3 separate regions of the Sus scrofa genome follow, and all the other regions are linked to region 1. Evidence: chromatin contacts called from public HiChIP or PLAC-seq and promoter capture Hi-C data. All regions are on one chromosome and are shown on one strand. Each heading gives the region's core, a stretch centred on a gene start, on an enhancer-like site or on the middle of the called end of the contact. The rest is flanking DNA. Distances are from core to core; before and after follow the strand shown. Region 1 holds the start of NREP (neuronal regeneration-related protein). Region 2 holds the start of APC (APC, WNT signaling pathway regulator). Region 3 holds the start of SRP19 (signal recognition particle 19 kDa protein).

The links. Promoter capture Hi-C pulls out the DNA fragments that hold promoters and counts their contacts. HiChIP or PLAC-seq counts read pairs in DNA pulled down with a chosen protein or histone mark.
Region 2: a contact with region 1 is called in an H3K27ac HiChIP or PLAC-seq map of skeletal muscle, with 5 times the contacts expected there. The contact joins the promoter of APC here to the promoter of NREP in region 1. A contact is called at or near these places in 5 of 47 Hi-C or Micro-C datasets (embryonic fibroblasts, epiblast stem cells, liver and 2 more) and 1 of 2 datasets of contacts at active chromatin or transcription factors (skeletal muscle).
Region 3: a contact with region 1 is called in a promoter capture Hi-C map of liver, with 4 times the contacts expected there. The contact joins the promoter of SRP19 here to the promoter of NREP in region 1. A contact is called at or near these places in 1 of 5 promoter capture datasets (liver) and 1 of 2 datasets of contacts at active chromatin or transcription factors (alveolar macrophages).

The regions. Positions count from the first base shown.
Region 1 is chr2:117,504,527-117,507,226 of Sscrofa11.1, forward strand. NREP (neuronal regeneration-related protein) reads left to right here and starts at 1,325. Exons shown (of 7, transcript XM_021084633.1): 1 at 1,325-1,493. It overlaps LOC100518827, which reads right to left. Exons shown (of 4, transcript XM_013995035.2): 2 at 579-1,453; 3 at 112-186. The coding sequence ends at 793.
Region 2 is chr2:116,983,858-116,986,557 of Sscrofa11.1, forward strand. It overlaps APC (APC, WNT signaling pathway regulator), which reads right to left and starts at 1,446. Exons shown (of 16, transcript NM_001206430.1): 1 at 1,294-1,446. The coding sequence starts at 1,428.
Region 3 is chr2:116,900,232-116,902,931 of Sscrofa11.1, forward strand. It overlaps SRP19 (signal recognition particle 19 kDa protein), which reads right to left and starts at 1,270. Exons shown (of 5, transcript XM_003480890.4): 1 at 948-1,270; 2 at 253-328. The coding sequence starts at 988.

The sequences.
Region 1 (2,700 bases), core at 75-2,574:
AGATATAGCAGTACTAATACTGCCAAACAAATAATGAACAATTATTAACTAATACCTACTAGAGAAGGCACCCCAACCTAGAAAGTTTCTCATTCTGAAGTATCAACTTACCTTAGGTCATCTTTCTGCTTCCTCATAGTCATGGATTAAGCTAGCGAGTCTATGCTTCAAGCGTCCATCTTTCAGCTGAACAAAAATTAAAACCGGTTAAGAGAAACACCTAACACTGGCAGAATCAAAATCACTTATGCAAGTAACATGAGCTAACTGTTACTTAAGCAGCTCCTACACCGAAGATATCAAATACAAAGGCAGTAAAAGGCTGCAAAAGTGTTTGATTTTTGCCTTTTTTGACACCACATTCACTAGTTGCCAAAAGTGAATGGGCAACACAAAGGCTGCAAGAAAACCGCGGAAGCAATGCTGTGTGGCCCAAAGTTCCAGACCCCAAAGCAACTGCGATGATTTGTTCTGTTGATTAGAGCTGAGGGGAACTAATCGCAGCTCCACATTCTCCTTTACGACTCAGAAACAAAAGCCTAAGTCTTTTAATATCGTCAAACTTCGAAGCAACTCACCTCCAAAGCTGGTGACACTAATTTCCGCATCTTAAAATCCAAGTTCTGCATCCTGAAAGTTATGAAGATCTAAACCTTAAACGGCACTTCCGCGCTGACCCGATTTCACACTGGCAGGCAGACATAGGTGCAGTTACACGGCGTGGCCTTTTCCTTTCAGAGCCAAGAAATCTCCGCTTCCATTAAAATTTCTTTGACATACAGTCTATGAAACTCAAACGCCCCCCAAGCCATCGCTCCAGCTCCTGGCGAGAGAGCCCTGGCAGGGGGCCACTTCGGGGCCTCCTGAGGTCCCATCGACAACGTGGCGGGAGCTAGAACTGGCCGCTGCCCTCCACGCATTTAGGGCCGGGGACTCTCGGCCCTGGAACTGCTGCGGCGCGGGCCTCACCAGACTCAAGGCGGCCGCGCGCTCCTGCCCGGGGCCCCGGCGGTCAGAGGCCATGTGGCCACGCGTCCGAAGGCTGCAGCCATCCTCGAAACTCCCGGACAGAACATCCGGACGCAACGCCGAAGGTGGAAAGGCTGCGCACTCTTCCCACAATGCTTTTCTATGACTGGAAGGACCCACTGCGCGAGGGGGGGAGAATGGACTGTACCATCGACCGCCGCGCCCCCGCGAGACGCCACCATGTGGCTGGAGGGCGAAGTGCATAGTGATTGGCTGAGGGGCGGGGCTCCATGAGAAAGCTTTGTGAGAAAGGCGTGTTTGCGCGCTGAACTCCCGACTCCCGAGGCATCGTGCAACTAGTTTTTCCGGCGCCGAAGGAGCTTTTATCAAGCGTGACTTTCTACCCACCCTTCTTCGCAGTGTTACGGGCACACGGTCACCGCTGAGCTGCGGGTGTAGCCCGAAGGACTTGAGACCTCGTGTTCTGAGGGAGGACAGAGCTCACCGTCTCCAGCTGAGGAAGAGTAAGGTCATTAATTTCAGAAATATTTATTGAGTACTTAGTATGCTTCATGCTCTTTTCTAAATGCCTGGCAGTCAGGTGTGAATGAGACAGACTAGTTGCGTGAGAAAGACACAAAACAGGTAACATGGACACTGTTAAGTCCAGATAGTGTAAGTACCAAAAAAGAAACAAAAGGGGGTAAAATGTGATAGAGACGCGCTGTTTGGTAGGAATCTAGTGCAAACAAGGAATATTATTTTATATATTTATTTTATTTGTTTTTCTAGGGCCGCACCCGCTGCATATGGAGGTTCCCAGGCTAGGGGTAGGGGTTGAATCAGAGCTGTAGCTGCTGGCCTTCACCATGGCCACAGTAGCTTGGGATTCAAGCCGCATCGGTGACCTACACCATAGCTCATGGCAATGCCGGATCCTTAACCCACTTTGTGAGGCCAGGGATGGAACTGTGTCCTCATGGATACTGGTCGGGTTCCTTAACCGCTGAGCCACAATGGGAACTCCATGAATGTTATTTTAAATGTTGGAAAAGCCGCAAAAAAAGGTAAAAGGAACCAGCTAAATTAATCTTAACAGTAATTCACCATGTGCTCAATATTGTCATTGCAACCTGTAATCAATATAAAATCATTGATGATGTATTTGCATTTTTTTATTCGTACTAAGTCTTCAAAGTCCAGTATATATCTTATATTACCAGTACATTTGAGTTCAGACTAGTCCCATTTCAGGTGCTCAGAAGCAGGCCTTGGCCAGTGTCGCTGGAGCAGTGGCAGGAGGGCAGGGTGGCTTGAGATGCAGTGTAGGTGACAGGCAGGAGCAAATCCTGTCAGGCTTTGTACCTGTGGTAAGGAGTTGGGATTTTATGCTGAAATTTTAGAAGCGATCAGTACCAGAAAGAAAGTTGAGGTGGTTAATTGGCTTTATGCTGATAACCATTCCTCATTGAAAGGATAGAGGCTGCAGTCATTTGGGCTGACTGGTAGCACCTGGGGCTCCCTGCACCTGTAAGTCCTAGTAGAGACTTATTCAGGGACCACCTCCCAGGACCTTTCTTTGTTTCTTTGAAGCAAAAAGAAACAGAAAAGAAAGAAAAAGAGGGAGGGAGGAAAGAAAAAAAAAAAAAAAAAAAAAAAGGAGAGAGAGGAAGGAAAGGAAGGAAGGACGAAGAAAACATAAAATGCAAGCCCATAGCCCAGTGGTCGTCA
Region 2 (2,700 bases), core at 196-2,695, 520 kb before region 1:
TAAAACAGCCAAGGAGCAGAAACAATATGCAGGAGGAAGACTTTTTTTTTTAAAAGAGAAGCAATAACAGTTTTGTTGGTGATCTCCAATTCTATAGTTATTAATTCAGGGAGAAGAGAATCTGCCTAAGTAACTAGAAATTAAAACAGCTGAAGTTTTAACCTCAATTATTTTGAAATTGCAACATATTTTTTCCCAAATACAGGCTGAGTATTTTCTAACTTTCTTGGAGGTTATCACAGCTTTTCTATGCTATTTGGCAAACCAATTTCAGAGCCTGAAGGTGACATGAACATCATCTGCTTTAGTGCAATGACTGTATTTTCCAAAAAGGCAACTTAAGTCTAGCAGGGTACCTAAGGTTTGGGTAAAACTTCACTATGGCAAAACCAGGAGCAGGACCAACCAGGTACTTTCTCTTCTTTCTTTCTTTTTTTTTTTTTTAATGGCCACACCTGCAGCATATGAAAGTTCCTGGGCTAGGGGCTGAATTGGAGCTGCATCTGCAGCTTATGCCACCGCCATAGCAACACCAGATCCAAGCTGCATCTGTGACCTATGCCACAGCTTACATCAATACTGGATCCTTAACCCACTGAGCAAGGCCAGGGATTGAACCCATACTCTCAGAGAGACAACATCCAGAACCTGCTTAGCAACAATGGGAACTCCAGGTACTGATTTTTAATTCAGGACTCTTCCCACTAGGGCACCTTGCTTTCTTGGATCATCCATCATTGAAACACTTAAGTGAGGACAAGATCTGAGTTGGGGAGGATGGCTATTTTTAGTACTTAGGACATATTCTAAAGTTGTGAGCCTAGTTTCTATGGACTATAAAGAACACCCAGCCTCAGTACAGTGATGGTAAAGTTGGTCTCTTATTTTTAATCTTAAAAATAATGAGGAACTGCAAGTTCCCTTGTGGCACAGTGGATTAAGGATCTGGTGCTGCCTCAGCTGTGGCGCCGGCCACAACTGCAGCATGGGTTGGATACCTGGCCCAGGAACTTCCACATGCCATGGGCACAACCAACAAAACAAAACAAAACTAAGAACTAAGTGACTAGTCACTGGAGTTTTACAATCATTTTCCTTATAAGATTAGCTAGATGAACTCAAAACATTGTGGTTAAAAATGTAAGTGTTAACTTTTGCAAGAAAGAGTTTACAAATTACTGCTTAACTTAAAAATAACACTTTTAAGTGAGTAAACTGCCTAACCCCAAGTTTATAGGAAGGAATACTAAATAAAAATGGATAAACTGCAATTAAAAGTCACAGTCTTGATACCTTCATATTAGATGCCTCAGTTTCCAGTTTTGTAAGATGATTGGAATTATCTTCTAGCTCTTGTCGAAGATTTGAGTTCTCCATCTTCAGTGCCTCAACTTGCTTTAACAACTGATCATATGAAGCTGCAGCCATCCTTGGCTACACTTGGACCTATAAGGTTAAAAAGGATTTTGAAAATTCACTACTAAAAAATAAAGTGGCTGCTTGTTCACAAAGAAAGGGATAAAGAAATAAAACCCTGGAGACATTTAATAAGAACTGTGTTAATGTGGTCATTTCAGTCTCAAAACAGTATCGTGCAAGTAGCAGCATCTTTCTAAGAGGATAAGACACAAGGGTCTTAACTGAAGACAAACAGGAATAAAATAGAAGTGTTTGAAGATATTTGCCTTTTTCCCAGGTGGAAGAGATTCCTATCAGGTCAGAATTGTTTTCAAGGTTTTAAAGATATTTTAAATGACCTTACAGAAAAAACTTAGGAAATATAACCACTGATAAGAGATTTATTTACATTGGTAATGTTCATTTATTTCTGGGTTTGGTCCAGTAGTCACATAATTTTATAGCCAGAATGGGGTAATGAATATTGCATTCTATCACTTTTCACTTGATAAAAGGCTAGTCTTAAACATCATTCATGGGGAAGTATGAAGATCTAAGAAACCCTCATTAAAAAGGCAGTCATTTAACAAAACAGACACAAGGGAGATCTTCAGGACGGAAAGATGATAATAATTAGTAATATAAAATTCTATTAATTTATCTGCAAGAATGAATATAATAGGCCATGCTATGACATATGTGTCTTGGGACCCACTGTGCTCAGAATGAGGCTGAAAGACATTTAAAGAAAATGGATGATTTTAGTAGCAGAGACTGTCAAAGAGAAGTGAAGCAGAGCATGGAAATTAATTAACACGACTGTAAAAGAAGAGGGGAGAAGAGAAAGACATAGGAGAGATCCCAGTACTAAGGGGTCCCTGCTAGGAATTAAGACCAGCCAAGTTCCAAAAACCTAGATTCTCTTTTTAGTTTAATGCCAAACTCACCTTGGAATAAATGAAATTCTACCTATCTTTAAGAGCTAAAAAAGTACAACAAAGTTAGTACTCAAGCAATACTTAAAGATCTGGACACTACAAAAATGTTTCTATACTAAAAATTCAGTACATAAAATATGACAGACAAGTTATAACACTGGCTAGTCATGACAATACTGGAGTTCAGCAACTGGAAGGCCCCTAACAAGGGGAATTAAGGGACTCAGGTGTCATCTGTTCTCCAACGGGTAGAGTCAGGGATAAACCTGGTGCAACCCACTGTCACCTGAGGAGAAAAGGGAGTCCTGGGAGGCAGGGATCACTTTCAAAGTCTTAGGTGAAAAGAATGAGCACTAGCCTTGTA
Region 3 (2,700 bases), core at 20-2,519, 600 kb before region 1:
TGGTTTCACCATTCTTTTCTTTTTTGATTTGTGTCATACCCATCAGAGCTGCAGCTGTGATTCCACCAGAAGTAGGGCAATGTGGGATCCTTAACCTGCCCCGCCACAATGGAACTCCTGGTTTTGCCATTAAGGAAAACACCCCAATTCTTGCTTGCTGTTCTCCTCAGGCCAACAAGTGAAAGAAAACTTTGTGTCTCTAACAGGACAACCTCCCCAGACCCTCAAGTCCAAAGATTCCAGCCTGCTTACCTTACTTATGGGAATTCGCCTCCCCTCCGCAATGGTCTTCTTGTTATTTAAATATGCAGGATAGATACAAATGAACCTGCCACAGGAAAAACCCAGCTGGCATCACTAGAGCAATATTTTCAAAAATTCATTCATTCGTCATCATTAGGACTACCGGTACACATATACTATTATTTACTTTTTTCTTTAAATTGTCTCCCCACTACTTAAAAGTAACCATTAACTTATTACTTTAGATGTTTAAAAAAAATCACTTGCTAGATAACATTTAAACAAAAAATACTGCTCAGTGAGATACAAAGTCGCTGTTGAGTTGGGTACAAATGCCTGTCAAAAATTCCCGAGGGTGGGAGCCCGCTTTCTTACACAGAACGTACGGTGTCACAGGTATAAAGGACTCGAAAGAAACCAAATAAGCCTTTCCGAACGTACTAACAATTACAAGAGATTTTTTCATTTTGTGACTACTTAACGTAATGTTGACGTAGCATCCAGAGCCCTTTGTCTCACGTACAGGTAAATAGTGAGCTACGTAAAGTCGGAAACTAGGGGCCCTGCGAACAGGCTGGCGCAGCTGGCCTGAGGGAGGCGAGGCCTGGGGTTCGGGCCGAGCTCCCCCGGCCTTTCTCGCGGCTGCTGAAGGCGCTGCAGCACCGGCGAGCTTGCCTCGGGCCTCTTCCTCTCTCCGGACCCACCTGTCCTGGTCGGCCGGGGACCGTGCGGCGGCGCAAGCCATCTTCACTCAGGCCCAGACAGTGCCAAGACACGACCAGAAGAGGAAAAAAAAACAGCGGAATCTCCACTAGGAGAGGTTCCAGGCCACCCCGTTTCCGGCGGAAGTCCAGCCCACCGAAAACGCCTACGCGACCGCGGCTTTTCACAGTCGGTCTGTTCCAGCACCTGTCCCTAGGCGCCAAGATTGCTAGTTTCTGACGTGGCGATGCAATCTCCAATTCTCGCGAGACGACCTGAGAACGCGACCAACTCCTTCCTTTCTCAAAGCCGGCCTTTGGGGCGCATGCGCGACAGCTAAACTTGGATTCCACGTTCATGCTCTTATCTGAATTCAATTCTACGCTGAGTTTTGTGCTAAACTCTCTCCCACTTGGAGTAGGGCCCTACGCCACAGTAATCTGTGAATTCCGAGCAGGTTGTTAGAGTAAGCAAATTTTTAACCGCTTTTGGGCCCTGCAGCTTGCTTTCAACTTGGCAAAAAAGCATTTTTATGGTGTGGAACTGGCTAAATTACTTGCACTGTGACTATACACCTTTCAAAACTTCTACCCTAAAATTCACTATTTTTATATATTTTAGGTTAATTGCAAAGCACTATTTGAGGATTCTGTTCCTAAACTAAACACACATTCATTCCTATTTTCTTAGCGGCTGCTTATTAAAAACAAAAACCAACAAAAAGGGGGCAAGGCAAAATAGGTATTTTCCCTTTTACGGATGAAAAAAAAAAAACAAAATAAACAAGTCTTCCCAAAAGCTTGAGTCTCAGTGATGGGTAATTTGCCCATTATCATCGTACTAATGATGGCTGAGCATAGATGCCCAGCTGGTCTGACTGTAAGCTCCTGACTTTTCTCCATCCTCTCAATTCCTGCCTCTCAATCATCCTTGTACTAGTGCCTTAGTACCAGATATAAATGTTTTACTTCTTTCTAAAGTGAACAAGAGTCCTGTAAAAAAATCTTCATGCCTGGCCAAACCAAACATGTAGGGATGAAATGAATCCAGACTTTGAAATAGATGGTTCAGGACTTCACTTTCATACTTTAGTTGCATCACAAGAAAATTCACATACTTTAAGAAAATCAACATTTTATGTTACCATAAATACGATATATAGAAAAATGTGATATATAGACAAGGTGTGAAATGAACAAGGCAGTCTTAGGTTTAATACACACATGCAGTAGTTTACAGTGGGGTTGTTTTTTCAGAGCCATGTAAGTAATTTGAGACAAAAAGACCAATATTAAAAGTGGTTATAGTTCCTGGTTTATACATAGGGACTCAATGGGGCCGATGTTTTTGAGTGGCATTCCATGCTGTAATGCCTGTTTAACTCTACACTATTGTTAAAATATTGTAGGAGTTCAAAGAGAAGGGGAGGGCGAGTGGCAATATTGTTACCACACTAATGATTATAAAACAAGTGAATACAAAGTTTTAAAATGTGGATGCTTGCGGAAAAGCGAGTTAAACTAGAGGATAAAGTGGTACACAGAAAATTGCAGAGATGATGAAAGGCCTTCAGGAATTGACCGTACTTTTTTCAAGTGTAATCAGTATTCCTCATATAGATGTGCCAATAAATTCAACCTAACAACCTTGGTTGAGGCTTTTGGGTAGGGACGGGGTTCACAAAGGTGGAAAGCAAAGATCAAGGTGGGCAGGAGAAATTTCGCTGAGATAGTTGAATAAGACTTGAAAGCAGGA